Regions from separate parts of the Mus musculus genome. Here region 2 is linked to region 1. Evidence: chromatin contacts called from public promoter capture Hi-C data. All regions are on one chromosome and are shown on one strand. Each heading gives the region's core, a stretch centred on a gene start, on an enhancer-like site or on the middle of the called end of the contact. The rest is flanking DNA. Distances are from core to core; before and after follow the strand shown.

The links. Promoter capture Hi-C pulls out the DNA fragments that hold promoters and counts their contacts.
Region 2: a contact with region 1 is called in a promoter capture Hi-C map of embryonic stem cells, with 4 times the contacts expected there. The contact joins the promoter of Zfp410 here to the promoter of Papln in region 1. A contact is called at or near these places in 1 of 39 promoter capture datasets (embryonic stem cells) and 2 of 115 datasets of contacts at active chromatin or transcription factors (embryonic forebrain and large pre-B cells).

The regions. Positions count from the first base shown.
Region 1 is chr12:83,760,911-83,765,706 of GRCm38.p6, forward strand. It overlaps Papln (papilin, proteoglycan-like sulfated glycoprotein), which reads left to right and starts at 2,724. Exons shown (of 27, transcript NM_130887.3): 1 at 2,724-2,806.
Region 2 is chr12:84,314,818-84,319,350 of GRCm38.p6, forward strand. Zfp410 (zinc finger protein 410) reads left to right here and starts at 2,042. Exons shown (of 12, transcript NM_144833.4): 1 at 2,042-2,357. Ptgr2 (prostaglandin reductase 2) reads left to right here. Exons shown (of 10, transcript NM_029880.3): 10 at 1-1,015.

The DNA of each region.
Region 1 (4,796 bases), core at 1,474-3,973:
TACACACACATACACACACACACATGCACATATACACACACATACACATACAAACACACACATATACGCATACACACATACTGTGTTAGAGGTGGCCAAGGTAGTACCTCAGACCTTGGTCACATGTTAGAATCACCTATGTAGTTCTGGGTGTGAAGGGCTTCCGGGTCATGGAGTGCAGCCGAAGCTTGGCACTGGTAGAGACTGGGAGAAGCCATTGGTGAGAATGCAGCCTCTGTAGCAGTTGAAGCCCTAGGATTGAAGGGGCCATTCAGAGTTGAGGCTTGGCATCATGAAGAGAACCCATGAGAGGCTAATGGTGAAAGTGCAGCCCAGTTGCAGCAGAAGACTGGGCATTGTGGGACCCCAGTGCCACAAGCAACTGCCAAGGACAGGAGCAGGTATGGAGCGGAGCCAGCCTGAGCCACGGAGACAAGCTGTGACATGGCAAGCCCTTTGGAGGACCCCAGAAGAGTCAGACACTGGGGCTTATTTACACTGTTGGGAGTTAGTTTTACTTTGTTAAGGTTGTGGCTGTACCCTGGATCTTCCCTCTTGGAATAAGACAGTATATAATTTTTAATTTTTTACTTTACTGGAGCCCACTGTTGACACACTTTGAACTTTTAAAGAGATTTTGGAGTTTTACTTTGACTTTGGACTTTGAAAGAGACTTGCACCACCATGTCCAATAGGAAACATATATTCATTTTCTTAGTAATTGACTGGGGGTGGGGGTGAGGCAGCTTATTCTATGTGGTGCCACTCCTGGGCAGGTGGTCCTGGATTCTATAAGAAAGTAGGCAGAGCAAGCCATGGGGAGTGAGCCAGTAAGCAGCACCCCTCCATGGCCTCTCTATCAGCTCCTATCTCCAGGTTCCTGCCCTGCTTGAGTTCCTGGCTTTTCTTTCCACACTGATGTGGAAATGTAAGCCAAATAAACCCTTTCCTGCTGGATGGTGGCTCACACCTTTAATCCCAGCACTCCAGAGGCTAAGGCAGGAGGAGGATCTCTTATTTTGAGGCCAGCATGGTTTACAGAGCGAGTTTCAGGACAACAGCGAGTTTCAGGACAACAAGGGCTACACAGAGAAACCCTGTCTCGAAAAACCAATAAATAATAAATCCTTTTGTCTCTGACTTGCTTTTGGTCATGGTGTTTCATCACAGCAATAGTAGCCCCGTCTAAGACAAGTAGTTTTTGTTTTTTGTTTTTTTTTTAAAGAAAGAATCCGGATCTGGACTGGGGTTCAGTCAGTTGGTTAGAATGTGTGTCCAGCATGCATGGAGCCCTGGCTTTGACGTCTAGGACTACATGAGCTGGGCATAGGATCTATAACCGCGGCACTCAGGAAATCATCCTATGCTGCACACGGAGGCCAGCCTAGGCTCCGAGAGATGCTGCCCTGAGGCAGAACAAAAGGGTCCAAGTCCAGGCATCTGAAAAGGAGCCCTCAAACCAAAACCATCAGAAAAGGTTGCTTCGTAGCTGCCCCAGCCTTCTGCAGTAGGAGAAACCTTTTCCTGCCGTTTTTTTTTTTAACAAGGACCTTTGACCTAGTTCAGGAAGGTCGGAGATGGAGGCGGGGGTGGGGGGGGTGGTGGTGGTGCGGTGTGTGTGTGTGTCGATTGTGAGTGAAGAAACATTTTCCTTTTCTAGGGAGGTTCTAAGTCACATCACTCCCTTTGCTGCCAAGTTCATCTTTATCCAAGAATCCCCGTGTTCCTGGGCCCTGAAACCAGGTCTCTGTCCCCTCCTGCACTGGGAAATATAAAGAGCTTCCTGCTTCCCTCAGTGCAAACACCAACCCAACTCTGAAGGAGGCAGAAAAGCCAGAGAAGTGACAGGGTCAGGGTCAGCAAGGAGCCCCGCTTCTTTCTGTGACCTCCACAGGCCCGGGGCCAAGGCCCTTTTCTAGGGATGAATAAACTCTGTTTTCTGAAAAGGAATGTTTGGCAAGGAAATGTCTTGATTTGTGTGTGTGTGGAGGGGGGGGGTACTGTGGTGGTGGTGGTGTAAAAGCAGGAAGGAAATTAAATTTGCCACAAGTGGAAGTGGTAAGAGCCTATAGCTCTGATGCTAGCTGGTGCCCAGGGCTGTGGCTACAGTGGTTACCCAGCCTCAACTCACAGCCGATCTACACAGATTTTTACTGCCATGCTCCATTGGAATTGCAGCCGCTAGGATCAGGATGGAGTGAGTGGAGAGGCTTCAAAAGCGGGAAAGGGATGAGGTAAATTCATAGTGATGGGGAATCTCTCTCTCTCTCTCTCTCTCTCTCTCTCTCTCTCTCTCTCTCTCTCCTGTCTGTCTGTCTGTCTGTCTGTCTGTCTGTCTGTCTGTCTGTGAATGTGAACTGATTGTAGCCAAAGTATAAAATTCAGAAGGTGGTTGGACACCCAGGTGTGTCGGTGCGAGATTGGTGTAGCGAGGAGGGGTTTTGACAAAGACCTGGAGAGCTTGGGGCACCGGAAGTGGGACTGAAAAGGTGGCTGGCTCAGACCCAAGACCCAGAGCCCACAGGTTTTAAGAATAAGCAAAGCCTTGGCAGGAACCCAAAAGGAGGAGGCATGGGGCAATGCTGGGTACCCGGGGCCTCTCGGTGGGGGCACCGTGCTCCTTCAGGGATTGGAGGTGGGTGTCAGCCGACTGGGTGGGGGAAGATGGGGCGGGGAGGAAACCAGCCAGCCGCGGGGAAAGAAAGTCCAACCTCCCCTCCCCTGGCTTTCGTAGTCGGTGCTGGAGAAGTTGACAGTTGACCCAGGCTGGGCACCGATAAGGCGGCTCCAGGGCTTCAAGAGACAGGTAGGAAGGCAAGCGGGCGCCTTGGGCAGGGCACGCCCCGGGCATCTGAAGGCCTCTGCCCCGCCTGGCTCCTGTAGGTAGTGGTTGGCGTGGAAGTGAGAGACCATGGGAGATCTGGCTGTGAGGTGGCTGCGTGAGCACTGAGGAGGGTCTCAGCTCTACATCTGGAGCCCGGGGTGGGGAGTGGCGGGTAATCGGGTCCCCGCAGTCCAGCTGCTCTTCTCCTGGAACAGCATACCCCCCCCCCCGCCCCCGCCTCCTCTGTACTGCCCGGGTGAAGCCTGCAGAGCCAGCGCACTTCCTGGCGATGTTCCAGGCCACAGCCAGCACCTGCCAGGCACCCAGGGCCCCCGTAGGAACCGCGCCTCAGTGCCCCTGGGGTCACAGGGCACCAGCCCAGGTCAGGTTTGGAAGAGTCATCCTGACCCGCACGGGTGGCCTTAGGTTGAAGGAAGGAACATTATCAAGCTTTCCGGACTTTGGAATCGCAGACACACTAGGTCGCAGGTCTGGGCAGCGCCTGCAGTAGTGACTGGAGCTCTTGAGTTCTTCAGTCTCCCTCTGGTCACGTTCATCATTCAGGCTAGTCCGCCCGCCCGCCTCCCAGTCCCGTCATCAGTCAGTCCTTGATCTCTGCTGCCCCCAGCATCCCCACATCTCAAGTGCGCACTAGACCCCCTTCCAACCTTCTCCCCAGCAGTCTGTGATTAGAATGACTTGCTGACTGTGACAAATTAGCCAGGGCTTACATCCATGCGTATGCTGGTGTAAACTTTGCTGAACGTGGCTTTTGAACGCGATATTTCATACCTATAAAACGACTGCAAGTTGTTTTATTGTAAAAAGAATTCAGAACATCAGTTAGAATTACAGATTTTAACATTAACATACCTGTCAGCGCTTGTTTAATGTCCTGTACTGAACTGCACACTGCTTACGTGTCTCTGATACAGAAACATGTGCACACACGCGAGCACACCCCGCACTATGCAGACACCTAATGTGCGCATGCTCATAAGAGTGCTATGCCCGCACATGTGCACACCCTACACACAACTCTGGGTTCAAGCGGGCGTACTCTCCTTGTGAAGACTGAAGGAGGTGATCCTGTGCAGGCAAGGGTTGGCTTTTTGGTTTTAAAACAGGAAGAGAGAGAGAGAGAGAGAGAGAGAGAGAGAGAGAGAGAGAGAGAGAGAGAACATGGATGGGTGCTGAGGGGTCTCGGCATAGTTAAGCATGTACCCCAAGATTTGCACTTAGATTTTAAAAGCAGTTGAATTTGGGCTGAGCCTTTTTGTCCAGACTGGCCTTGAACTCCTGGGCTCTAGTGGTATTGTAGTGAATGGGTATCCAGCATCTCAGTAGCTGGGACTATTTTTGGGTAGTGGGGGGCTGGGAAGATGGCTCTGTCAGTGAACTGTTTGCTGTGCAAGCATTCAGACCTGCAGCAAGCTCTGTAACCCCAGCCCTGGGTGGGAGGAGAGAGGAGGCGGATCCCTCCTACCTAATTGGCCAGCCAGCCTAGTAGAAAAAGCAGAGCTATGGGTTCAAAGACATTGTCTCAAAAAGTAAGGGAGCCGAGCAGCTGTGGAGGACACCAGTGATCAACCCTGGTCTTCACACCCACGCAACACCACACACTCACACTCACACCACACATGCGCGCGCATACACACACACACCACTTAATTTGAGTAATGAAAACCTGTCTGCAAATCTATTTTTATTAGTTGTCTTTAAAGGGAATGAAACGGCCTTTTAAATTCTTTTGTTTTTGTTTTTGTTTTTCAAGACAGGGTTTCTCTGTGTAGCCTTGGCTGTTTGTATACCAGGCTGGCCTCGAACTCAGAAATCCACCTGCCTCTGCCTCCCAAGTGCTGGGATTAAAGGCTGGCCTTTTAAATTCTTTTTTTTTTTTTTTTTAAAAAGATTTATTTATTTATTTATTTATTTATTATATGTAAGTACACTGTAGCTGTCTTCAGACACC
Region 2 (4,533 bases), core at 792-3,291, 550 kb after region 1:
AAATTACTTTTAGAACTGAATAAACAGTCTACGAATTCTAAGGTGAGAAGCAGTTAACATTTGTTGAACTGGTAACATTTTTACCATTCTTAAACTGAGTATTAGAATTGAGAAAGCCTTTCCATATTTTTGATGAGAGACTTTAAAAGTCTTTACCCGAATGTTTGTCTGTACACCACATGCATGTCTGGTGCCTACAGTGGAGAGTGGCTGGAGAGGGTATTGGGGCATTGGATCCCCTGGAACTGGAGAGAGTCTGAAGCCACCATGTGAGTGCTGGGTTCTAGAATGCAGATCCTCTGGTAGAGCAGGAGATGCTCTTAGTGTTGGCCACCTCTCCAGCCTGTCTGTACTTAATGGCATAAGTACATAGGATTTCGGGCAGCATTGGGAGTATTTACAGATTGTGGAACAGTTTGGGGTAGGACGTTTTGGGCTGGGAGTGGTCTGAGAAGATAAATGAGTGGTTGGGAGTCTCCAGAGACAAGGTTTACATCCAGGGATGATGTTTGTGTTCTGCCAAACAACTAATTGAGTAGCAAGCCTAACAACTTACTACGTGCTGATAAAAGCTTGTGTTTATTTTAGGAATTTTTTTTTAAAGACAAGAGTCTGTTAGGTAGCTTGCTATGTAATCCAGGCTGGCCTGGAACTCAAAGATATCCACTTGGCTGTCTGCCTCCGAGTGCCAGTGTTAAAGGCCTGTATCCCCATTCTGGGCTTATACTTTGGAGAACTAATAGATATAAACATCACTAAGAGTTTCACTGATGAAAGTGAGTCGGAGTGGTCAGGGCAGAACACTGATCAGTACTCTAGGGGCTCTGAGGTCAATCCCCAATGGTACCTTCCCACAACAAGCCCCAAGTAATCAAGCTCCAGAAAGCTATAGGATTAAGTAAATTAACCAATGGTTATAGACATGACTATTCCAGATATACTGATGTATCACATTTGTTTTCTTAATTTTCTCAACCTTTAGAAAAATAAAACTGGAGATGTTTTCTGAGTATGACTTATGACCACTTTTTTTTTTTACAGTCAATATATTTTAGAGGCAAAACAAATTAGCAGCCACTAAATCAAATTTTGCAGCGTTCTAACCTTGTTTTACATACTTTCTCTGGACCCCAGTTTTTCTTTCTGAACAGTTCTTCATCTCTTCATATAGTGGTAACTGGTAAATCTTTGTTTTTTAATCCTTTCTTAAATTTTAGGATTTTAGCTCCTAGTAAACATCTCCTTGCCACCCCAAGATTTTTGTCCCAGATACTGTGTAGGCCAGTTGTCCTTGTCATGGCCATCCTCAAATGGGATCACAGTCATGCTTCTCAGTGCGCAGGACAAACTGTATCGAGGAAATGTTTTCTCCCGGAACATTTTGTACCAAAACTATGACTCCCTAGCTCATCCAGACTCCTGGCTTATCTCTAACTTGAAAATGAGCGCCTTCAGAGAACATTATATCTCACAGGCACTATCTTTAGTCCCCTACTCTTCCACACCGCATCATGTTTTGTTGTTGTTGTTGTTTTTTGTTTTTTTGGACAAGGTCTCAACTATGTAGCCCTCGTTCACCGGGAACTCCTGGAGTACTGGGATTGCTGGAGTTACAGGCGTGTGCCACCACTGCAGATCTTAAGTTTCATGCAGTCAAACTCGAAAGTTTCAACAAGAACTATTATCCAGCTTGGAACTTAGTTATCTGAGCCCTCAGTCAGTGCATCCAAGATCTCTGGAGAATTCTTAAATGTTTCTAACGCTGTACGTGTGCCTAAATTCACACCCAGTCCTAGGGGCAATGCAAGGCTTGATTTCCAGGTCCCTCTTTGGGCCATGAACATTTCAGGTGCTCTTCATGGGCTTTTGGTGTTTCGGGAGCTGTCACAGGTCCTCAGCTCCGGAGAAAGCTACCCTCCACCCCGCGCCGTCTCACCCATCCCAGCCGCCGCGGCCCCTGCTGAACAGCTCCGCTCAGCGGGAAGGCAGTGACGTCACGGCTAGACTGCACTGACCTGGTTTCAGATTTCGCGGACCTGAGAACCCTGAAGGGCAGACAGGAGGGGACGGGGCGCTGCGGTTCCTCGGCCGGGAGGGAACCCTGTGTGTGTCTCGGGCTGTGTATGCGTGTGTATGTAGCGGGGAGCGAAGGATCGCTCTCAAGCAGCGGCCCAAGAGTCAGCGCCTCCTCCTGAGAAACACCCGCGGGCGGAGAAGAAAGCGAGTGGGTATGTTGATGGGGGGCGGCCAAACTTCCTGTCCCGCTCTGGAGCTGCTTCCGGCGGGAGCCGGAAGACGCCGTGTGTGGACGGGATTCGGGGCTGACTGACGGACGGACGGCTGCCCGAGACTGGAAGGTGAGCTCCAGGCTAGTGTAGCCACCCCCGCTCGGGTAGGTGGTCCCGCCGAGAAAGGAAGCCACTTATGGGGTCTGGGGATCTAGAGCCGGGTTCGCCCCCGAAGGGCGCAAGGAAGCCGTCCCCCCAGACTCCCCCAGGCGTCTAGCGGGCGGGGAGCGACCGGTCCGAAGCCCGGCGGCTGCGGCCCTAACCCCTTTGGGGATCTGGGGCGCACCGTTTCTCCTCCTTTGCTTGTTCTTGAGGGAGGGAGCTTGGAGACCAGCCTGCCCCCCCAGAACGCGGGAGTCAGCGAGTCCCCCGGGCGGAGGCTCCGGACTGCACCCGCGGCTGGGCCCGCCCGCAGACCTAAGGGCCTTCGGCTGAGGCCTTTGTGCTGGCGGGAAGGGTTGACAGCGGTGCCCTGCCCGCGTTTCACCCAGGGCTGCCGGCACCTTTCCTGGGTCCACTCTCTGCCTTGGGCTGGAATAGGGAAGGGACGTCTGCGGACCAGAGCCGGACCTCTGGGGTCTCCTTTGCCTGTCACCTCAGGCCCGTGTGTGGGCAGCGAGTGTTTGCAGCCAGGATGTGTTTTGCTCGTTCAACTTGTTCTCTGAAGTTTCTCAAAAGAAGACGATCCAATTAGTTTATTAAACTTTATCTCACTTGCTCATGAGGCTCTGAGATGTACTTAGGAACCATTTGGGAGTGAAATATTATTGATTTGGGGTTAAGAGTTCATACATTTACATTACATTAGACACAAAGATCAGTGGAACATATGTAAAGAGAATAAAACATAGTTTGAGGTCAAAACGCGCAATTCTGGGTGTTTGGCGTTGAGAAATTACACTTTGTGGCAGATACAGGGCAGCCAAGCATCAGAAAATGTGGTTCTAATTTGAGCTTTGTATCCCAGTAGGTGTCAAATTTAGGTAAATCCCACAATTTCTAAGGTTTTTTTTGGGGGGGCAGTGGGGGGAGGAGTATGTCAGTGAAGAGGTTTACCGTTAAGGGCTGGCCATTATTCTGAGATACTAAACTGCATATGGAGAGTGACAAGCAGAAAGATACTGAGAAATCTAAACAGCATCACAGGAGTCACTTTGGGGTCTGGTTATTATTAATTGCTGGGATTATTAAAACATGTAGGATGAGAGGCACTGCTAGGTAAAATTTGCAGCTGAGTGGGAAGATTGGGCAATAAATAAAAGATAATTCAAGAAGAACAGGTTTGGTAGGGGAGATGATAATCCGTGTTTAGACATGGTTTGGTTTGACATGCTGAGGATATATATGCAGAATTAGTCCATAAGCAGTTAATGAAAGTTTGGAATTGAAAAGTCAGAGTGAAGGGGTAGGGAATTGGGTATCATTTGTCATGTTATTTATCCTCTGAATTATTGTCTGAATATTTATCCAGTGCTCACTGGAAACCTGTATGGCAGTCATTTAAACTCACAATAATGACTAATTTAGAAGTGGGTAGTGACGTCAGGGTTTCTTTTTGGGAAAATGTAAAATTAGCCAAGTATGGTGGTACACACCTTTAATCTCGGTACTGTGAGGCATAAGCAGGAGTGGGAGTTGAAGGCCAGCCTCAGATTCCTGTAGAGTTCCAGGCCAGCTTGAGCTATGCAAGAGCCTGTCTGAACCCTTCCAGCTCCCCCTACCCACCCCACCCCCCAAACATCAAACAAACAGAAATGCTCGTGTGTGATTTCGGAACTATGACTACACTGAAGACAGTTTACTGTACTTTTCAAAGTGTGTAACAGGACCTGGGCTTAGTTCCCAGCACCCCACATGGTGACTCATAACCTACTACAGTTCCAGAGGGTCCATGTCCCTCTGCCTCCATGGGTTCTGCATGCACATGATGTATAGACATGTAGGCAAAATACCCATGCATAATACATAAACATTAAAAATCTTAAAAATGGGTGCATTTTATGTTATGTGAACTGTGTCAATGAAACTTCATATTTGAGACAAGGTCTCACTATATAGCCTTGACTGGCCTGGGAACTTAATATGTATACCAGGCTGGCCTCAAACTCCTAGAGATATATGCTTATCTCTACTCTCAGAGTGCTGGAATTGAAGTATGTGCCACAACGTCTGGCCCCAAACTTATTTTTTTAAAAGATTTGCACTGCAAGAACAAAATTTACATTTCAGCTTTTGAACTTGGCTA